2 separate regions of the Hordeum vulgare genome follow, and region 1 is linked to region 2. Evidence: chromatin contacts called from public Hi-C data. All regions are on one chromosome and are shown on one strand. The core of a region is the stretch at or near the end of the contact, and the rest is flanking DNA. Distances in the headings are between cores, read along the strand shown.

Region 1 (3,958 bases), core at 50-2,549, 190 kb before region 2:
CGTGAGTGTGCTTCTTGTTCTGCCACAGCTGATGTAGCTCTGCCTCCAGAGGAGATCTCCAGTTTAATAGACTCCTTAGGTTCGTCCTTTTTCAGCATCCTTGGAGTTCCCTCGGAACTCCTCTTCTCCCCACTCAGTTCCACGGATTCCTTCCTCTTCTTATTAGCTTCGACAACTACTTTAAAATCAGAATTGGCCATGGTTATGTCGGCAAACTGATCCTTATGCCTGATATCAGGCGTGTTAAGATCCCCTTTCGACTCAAACCCATTATCCCGTGTATCAGCCTCTGCGGCGATCTTGGATGCTCCTAAAATGAACAAACTAACAATCGATAATCGAAACGTAGGCAATATCACTGAAAAACTAACTGTTATGTGTGCAGCAATTAAATAACAAGAATCGTGGCCAAACTATTCACCTTTCGTCTTAGCATCAGTCGGAGGAGGAACTTCTTTTGCGCCAGCGTGTTGACTGCCTTCAGCCTTCTTGCTTAGGGTTTGAGCATTCTTGTTTCCCTTATTCCCAATCGGGAGGGATAATCTGGCCGCCGGCGCCGGTGCCGTCTCCTCCCGATTCTCCCTGGCCATCGCGAAAAGAGCGTCGGCACCGTCCTTGTCCTCCGCCCTCTTGTCCTTGTCCTCGGCCCAGGAGGGGAACTCGCAGTAGCGGAAGCCGAATTTCTTGGGGACGTAGCCGGCGCAGCGCCAGAGGGCGGCGGAGAAGGCGGTGGAGGACGGGGATCCGCGGAAGAGGGAGGCGTCGGCCCCGCCGGGGAGGCCGTGGACGTGGACGCGGGCGGGGAGCGGGACCTCGGCCCACCTGCGGTAGAGCGGGGGCGGGCGGTGGGTGGGCAACTCGGCGAGGAGCTCGGCGACCTCGGTCTCGTCGGCGGAGGAGGGGGCGCGCTTGTGCCTGCAGTTGTGGCAGGAGAAGGAGGTGTGCACGCCCCGGACGTAGCGCGCGCACCGCGTGTGCACCCAGACGCTGCAGTCGTCGCAGCTCACCATCTCCTCGCCGTCGTCGAAGGTGACGCCGCAGGAGCAGTCCACCGTCCAGGAGCCGTCCACCCAGTCGTCGGCGGGCGCGGGCGCGGGGGCGGGGGCGGGGGCGGCCAGGGCCGCGGCCGCGTGAGGGGACGGCGGATCCGGGCGGTGCAGCCGGCCGCCCTTCATCGGCGGCGAGGGGGCTAAACCCTAGGTCCGGTTCGCCGGATTTTCTCTGCTCGTTTGGGTGGAAGGGGGAGGAGGAGGCGTGGACGAGGGAATGCTCGGGCGGAACGCAATAGGGGGGAAAGTCCAGTTTACCCTCGGGAACGGAATAGGGCGTGTTTGGTTCAGGTCACCGAACATACCTGGCCAAACGGCCCGTACGGCCCGCTGTAAACGGGCCCAGCATTGTACGGCCCGCGTCGGAACGTTTACTAATCGGGTCGTGTCGTGTCAGCCCGTGTGCTGCGCCTCTAGGCCCAGACAAGGACCGGTTATTAAACGGTCTAGTATGTTGGTCTGATTAGCACGCTCGACTCTATATTTTTAGTCTCATGGGCTCATTTTTAGGTCCATTGGGTTGTATATTATGTATATATATAATATATATAAAAAATAAACGGGTCGTGTCGTGTCAGCCCGCGTGCCCAGCCTCCAAGCCCAGACACGGCTCGAGGTGTGTCGCGTGCGTAGCACGGGCCCGTTTAAGTCGTGCCGGGTCGGGTCCGTCTTGTGCCAGGCCGGCGTGCTATCGGGCCGACCCGATTGAGACGGTCCATTTGGCCAGGTATGTCACCGAATGGACTGGGTCGGGTCCGTTTCGCACATGCGCTTCGTCCTCGCGTTTGGTTGGGATAAGAATGAGAACCCACTTGTTTTCTCGAACGGAATATTCTATTGAAATGTCGAACGCACTCGTACCTTTAATTTGGGAGAATAGTACGGAACGACCTATCGGTCTCGCCTCTCCCGACGCACTTTGTTCTGAACCTGTGTCGTCTTCACCCCCTCATTTCTCTATTCCTCTCGATGTTGCCTCTTCCTCGTCTTTAATCCCGAATGTTGTCGCACGTCCCTTGTCTCTCTATCGCGCATCTTCCTCCCCCCTCCCCTCCCCGAACATCGTTGCATATCCCTTGTCTTTCTCACATCTCTCCCTCTCAGATGGCGTGATAGATTGAACGGAGAAGAGACGACGAGGCAGCAACATCAATTTGCTCCATGTGATTTGCTCCCATTCCTCTCACCCATCAAGTAGCACACAACCATGGAAGGTTGAGAGCAAAGAATCCATTCAATTCCATCTTCGAAACAAATACCGGAATGTAACCATTCCATCCCTATGCATCGCCCTTATCAAATACGAGGATGAGCTGACCCATTCTAGTAAAATGGAATCGTGACATTCCATTCCACTTTGTTCCCAAACCAAACGATCAACTGTGTTTTGTTCAGAAAATATAATGAGAAGATTTTGGTTTAGCTCGCCTCAAATATAGCTCTTAGTTAGACAACATAATAGAAGAGTTTGGTGCCTTGCGCTATTGGTGTTGTTTATTTTTCCATAAAAAAATTTCCTTCGGTTATAAACTATAGTTGTATTAGCTTTTTTGAAAGTCGAACCCATTTAAGTTCAATCTACTCATAATCAAATCAGTATCATTATATTCATCATTGAGTGAAATTTCTATTTGTTTGTTTAGTATTCCGAATGTCGGATTTTGACTCTAAACTTGGTCAAACATAAATAATTTTAAATTAAAAAATAAATACACCTTATATTTTGAAATTGAGGAACTATTTAGTTTAGTGAGTGATGTAAATGATGGGGTGTGTTTTATTTTCTTATAGCGTGGCGTTTTGATGGACTTTCGGGGTGTGATCCCGTGTTATCTACTAACTGATACTCCCGTAGGAGTTGTTGGGTTTTGCGTTGAAGGGGAGGGTGATATAACACAGAAGCAAAAAATTAATGAGAATTAAAGTTTAATCGAGTCAGTAGGAATCACCAAACTACCAAGGTCAACTGTGTCTGAACACAAAATAAAAACAATACTTGCACCTAACTTGACAAGGGGTTTGTCAAACCAACCCCTTGTCAAACCCCTTGTGTTGCTAGTTACAAGATTAAAAATAAATAGATAGATAATGGTACGACAACAGTAAAAATGTAGTTTTCTTAAAGTTTGGATTAGGGGTGAGCTTTGTTTGGATGATTGGATACACGGCCTTGGAGGACAAAACATCGAGGTCGTGTGCTCCTTCAATGGAGCGGAAAGATCTCCCGAGGGGTCGGCAGTGAACTCTAGGCTCCCAAACCTGACTTCCTGACCGGGGGGAAGTTCCCGATCTGGCCGAGGTGGCCGGCCGGATCGACATGCAGAACAATGCTTTCGAATGCGAAGATTTGTCCGGGAACGAACAAATCCCTCTTACGTACCTCCTCGCTGATCACTAGACGTGCCATCGAACCTGTTGGCGATCCTGGAGTGGAACTCTAAATGAAAGCACCAATGTCGGTGTCAAAAATGGCATATCTCGGGTAGGGGGTCCCGAATTGTGGACCTTGGATCGATGGGTTCTAGGAAGAGAGGGGAGACAACGGTTTACCTAGGTTCAGGCCCTCCTATGGAGGTAACACCCTATGTACTGCTTGATTATACTGATGAAGATGATTATAGAGTTGATCTACCTCGAGATCGTATATGCTAAACCCTAGATAATGCAGCCTCCTCTAAACGGATAAGGGGTCCCTGGTTTATGTAGACACCATGGTCCCTAAGGTTTACAAGATACCGACTATAATCGGAAATATATGAGCCGACCTAGTCCTTCTAAGCTTGGAGTCGACGCCAATCCTCGGTGCTTTCCTTCCTTTATATGAAGTCATCGATTATCCGGACTCTGATGGCCCTGTCCATGGGTCGGTGCCCCGAGGACCCCTTAGTCCAGGACTCCCTCAATAACCA
Region 2 (4,018 bases), core at 1,189-3,688:
GGGTACGTAGATCACTCATCCCCTCTCGTAGATGGACATCACCATGATAGGTCTTCGTGCGCGTAGGAAAATTTTTGTTTCCCATGCGACGTTTCCCAACAGTAGGGATTTTTTTTTTAAATTACTACGATCCCCAACACCACCAGCCCCGGAGGGCCACATGGGCCGAGCCAAGGTGGAACCAGCCACCTAGGTGGGCTGGTTCGGCCGGCCAAGGCCTGATGGCCAATTGGGCTGGGAACCCTAGGGCAAAAGGTGGTCCACCTCCCAACTTGGGAGGCAAGCCACCTCCACCCTGGCCGCCGCCCCCTCTTGGGTCGTTGCCCCTCCCATCTAGGGTGCGCCGCCCCTCCTAGGGTTTCCTAGGGTGGCCGGCCAACCCTCCCCCTCCTCCTATATATACCAAGGGTTTTGGGGCTGCAACACACAAGTTTTCTTCCTTCCTTGGCACACCCCTGCTCTTCCTCCTCCTCCTCATCCATAGCGCTTGGCGAAGCCCTGTCGGAGTACCACCCAGCTCCACCGTCACCACTTCGTCGTGCTGCCGGAGCTCTCCCTCAACTTCTCCTCTCTCCTTGCTGGATTAAGGTGAAGGAGACATCACCGGGCTGCACGTGTGTTGAATGCGGAGGGACCGTTGTTCGGCGCTTAGATCAAAATCTTCCGCGATCTGAATCGCTGCGAGTACGACTCCATCACACGTGTTCATAGTAATGCTTCCGCTTAGCGATCTACCCCTTGCTCGTTGCTAGCATCTCCTAGAAGATCTTGGTGTGACGTAGGTAATTTTTGAATTATTACTACGATCCCAATAGGAACAACAAGGTTGATTTAGAGGCCCTTCGTGATTGATGCCCCCTCCGACAAGGCTCCAGATGGGATTACGACGGAAGAGAGATTTGCTGCGGCAAAAAAAGTGTTTCAGGTGGCTCACCGGTGTTTTCTCAATATATAGGATTTATAGAAGTAGAGTTAGTTCAGGAGTGTCGGTAGGTGGTCCCAATCCATCAGGACGCGGTCACTCCCTGGGCACGTCCTGTTGGCTTGGCACCACCCATGTGGCGTCTGGTCTCCTCCAAAGCTTTCATTTCTTATTTTTGTCCAGAAAAAATCGTTAAAAACTTCCGTTGCATTTGGACTTCGTTTGATACTGATTTTCTGAAAAGCCAAAAAAACACAGAAAACAACAACTACATGTCCAGAAGGTGATCAAGGCTAATGTGGACGGTGCTCTTTGAAAAGACCAGGGCTCGGGAGTTCTGGTCTTGTTCTTCGGAATAGCCATGGCGGATTCATTGCACATGCATGCCATTTTTTCCCGTAGCTGCCAATGTTGAGGTGACAGAGCTCCTTGCGTGTATACGAGCCATTGTTCTTGCACAAGAACTACATGCCCAGAAGGTGATCGTAGAGACGGGCTCGCAAGTGGTGGCAAGAAAAGTAGTATCTATTCAAAAAGATCTCTGAGCTAATGGGTAACTAGGTGAGGAGATCAAAGTGTTGCTTGGAGCTTTTGATGAGTTTCGCGTTGTTTGGGGGCGACGGTCCATGAATAAAGTCACGTATATTTTAGTTAGAAAAGGTTGTTGCAACTCCTTATGTAAAACTTGGCTCCATGTTCCATCGAAGTGTATTCGCTCGGAGGTAGGAGACGAGGGGCCGTGAACTTTGAAATTTGAATAAATTGACAACATTTTCTAAAATACAACAAAAACATTTACACGTTGAATTATTTTCTTACTTTTATTTTATTTAAAATATCAAAAATATTTATCATACACTATCTTTTAATAGGCTCATCCAACCGGCAAGATTGACACCCTTATAAGATTGTTGGAGGTATACAAGGGTTTTATTTGTATTACTATTACAAGACATCCAACTACTCGACACACCTGTATGTTCATAGACTTACACATTGATTTCTCACTTACGAATGATGTCTATCACTATCACTTGATACAAGCCGACATACGAAAAGAGTGGAGACGACCAATTCAGATGATTTTGGTGCGACTTCACTTGTTATCAAGGAGTTTCCTTGTTGGTTTTTGGTTTATGTGTTCCTTACCTTAACTGTGCTATCTTACTTTTCTCGGTATATATTTTTTTCCTTTAGAGAGAGGCGCATACAATTTTGGTTTACCTGGTATGTTGAATTTTCATTTTACGTTATATTTCTAATCTTTTGAGATATTTTGTTTTGTTTTTGTTTTCTTTTGAGAAATTTCTTTTTTCTTTTTAATGCCCAAGAGAGGGCGGGGCGGTGCGGTGCGGTGCGGTGCTCGTGGGCAGGAGAGGCGAACAACCCCGCAAAAGCCCAAGCGGCCCTCCTCACGCGTCCCATCCCATCCGGTAAAGGAGGCCTCTCTCTCTCTCTCTCTCTCTCTCTCTCTCTTATCTCACGTCGCCGCCCACGCAGCGCAAGCCGCAGTCCCCACCCGCACCGCCTCCCCTCCCTGCTCCCCAAATCAATCAACAAAATCCCCACCCAGATCTCCCCCGATCGCCCCCCTCCCCATCGATGCCCCCTCCCACCGCCTCCTAATCCGCCGCGCCGCGCCGCCGCCGCCGCCGCCGCCGCCTCCCCCGAGGCGGCCGCCGCCCCCCTCCCCATCCTCCTCCCCCTTTGTATGGAAACGCGCAGCCGCAAGCGGGCGGAAGCCTCGTCGTCTTCCTCCACCACCCCCTCCTCCTCCTCCTCGGCCCGCCCCTCCAAGCGCGCCCGCCCCAACCCTAACCCTAGCCCCACCCGCGCCCGCCGCTCCGTCGTCCTCTCCCCGCCCGCCCCGCAGCCCCCGATGGACTTCCCCGCCGACGCCAGCGGCAACCCCCCGCCCCGCCGCCGCGGCGGCCGCGCCTCCAACGCCGACAAGGGCAAGGAGCAGCAGGAGCCCTCCGAGAGCTCCCGCCTGCGCGAGGCCGAGCGGATGCTCGGCCTCAGCTTCGACGGCATGGAGGACGACGACGACGCCCACGGGGCCTTCCCCCACGGCCTCACCTCCGCCAGCACCGCCCTGCAGGGGCTGCTAAGGAAGCTCGGCGCCGGCCTGGACGACATGCTGCCGTCGTCCGCCCTCTCCGCCGCCGCCGCGGCTGCCTCCTCCTCGTCCATGTCCGGGCCCAACGGCGCGCGGATGAAGAGCATGCTCGCGGGCCTCCGCGCCGACGGGGAGGAGGGCCGCCAGGTGGAGGCGCTGACGCAGCTCGGCGAGATGCTGTCCATTGGCACCGAGGACACCCTCGCCGGCTTCTCGGTTGACTCCTTCGTGCCTGTTCTGGTCGGGCTGCTCAACCATGAGAGCAACCCCGACATCATGCTGCTCGCAGCCCGGGCCCTGACCCACCTCTGCGACGTGCTCCCGTCATCCTGCTCCGCCGTTGTGCACTATGGTGCAGTGGCATGCTTCTGCGCCCGGCTTCTCACCATTGAGTACATGGACCTTGCGGAGCAGGTGAGCACTGTTCTGTTGCATCGTTTGTTCTGTTTATAGTATATGCTGCTTCTATATCATGTTGCCTGATCCAGATCAATGCTTATTGAACCATTTTTTTTACTGTATTATGCATGATTATGCCTTAACCCACGGTAGATGAGTTTCCTTCAAGTGTTGCAGCTCATTTGTAATATTTGGACTTGCTGGTGAGTAGTGTGCCTTTTGTGTAGCTGTGTTTTTTTCTCTCCCCATTTTAGTTCTAAAATGAATATGGGTGAGAAGGTTAAATACTTCCTAGTTCAGTACCTCACCATTTAACGATATTACAAGAAATATCTAGAGGGTTAGGCTGAAGGTGAATCCTTAGCAGCCTAGGGTCCTGCCTAGGATCTAGTCACTGCCCGCTCTGGGAGGGAAGAAGCTAAGGATAGGAGACACATGAAAGAAAAAATGGTTGGATGAAAAAAGGCCTGATAGTCACCTCAAGGATGTTGGCTGAAGCCTTAGGGAGCTTGTCGGCATGGAGAGGTCTTCCCTTCCTCTGCTGCCGCAGGAGGACTCGGACTCCAAATCCTCACCAG

What was found. Hi-C and Micro-C count contacts between places; a contact is called where the count stands out from the background.
Region 1: a Hi-C map of leaf shows a contact between it and region 2, with 4 times the contacts expected there. The contact joins the promoter of LOC123424534 here to the promoter of LOC123424533 in region 2. A contact is called at or near these places in 3 of 6 Hi-C or Micro-C datasets (leaf and seedling) and 1 of 1 datasets of contacts at active chromatin or transcription factors (embryo).

Annotation. Positions count from the first base shown.
Region 1 is chr2H:19,835,834-19,839,791 of MorexV3_pseudomolecules_assembly, reverse strand. It overlaps LOC123424534, which reads right to left and starts at 1,299. Exons shown (of 10, transcript XM_045108164.1): 1 at 422-1,299; 2 at 1-310. The coding sequence starts at 1,175.
Region 2 is chr2H:19,643,873-19,647,890 of MorexV3_pseudomolecules_assembly, reverse strand. It overlaps LOC123424533 (E3 ubiquitin-protein ligase UPL3-like), which reads left to right and starts at 2,438. Exons shown (of 17, transcript XM_045108161.1): 1 at 2,438-3,455. The coding sequence starts at 2,634.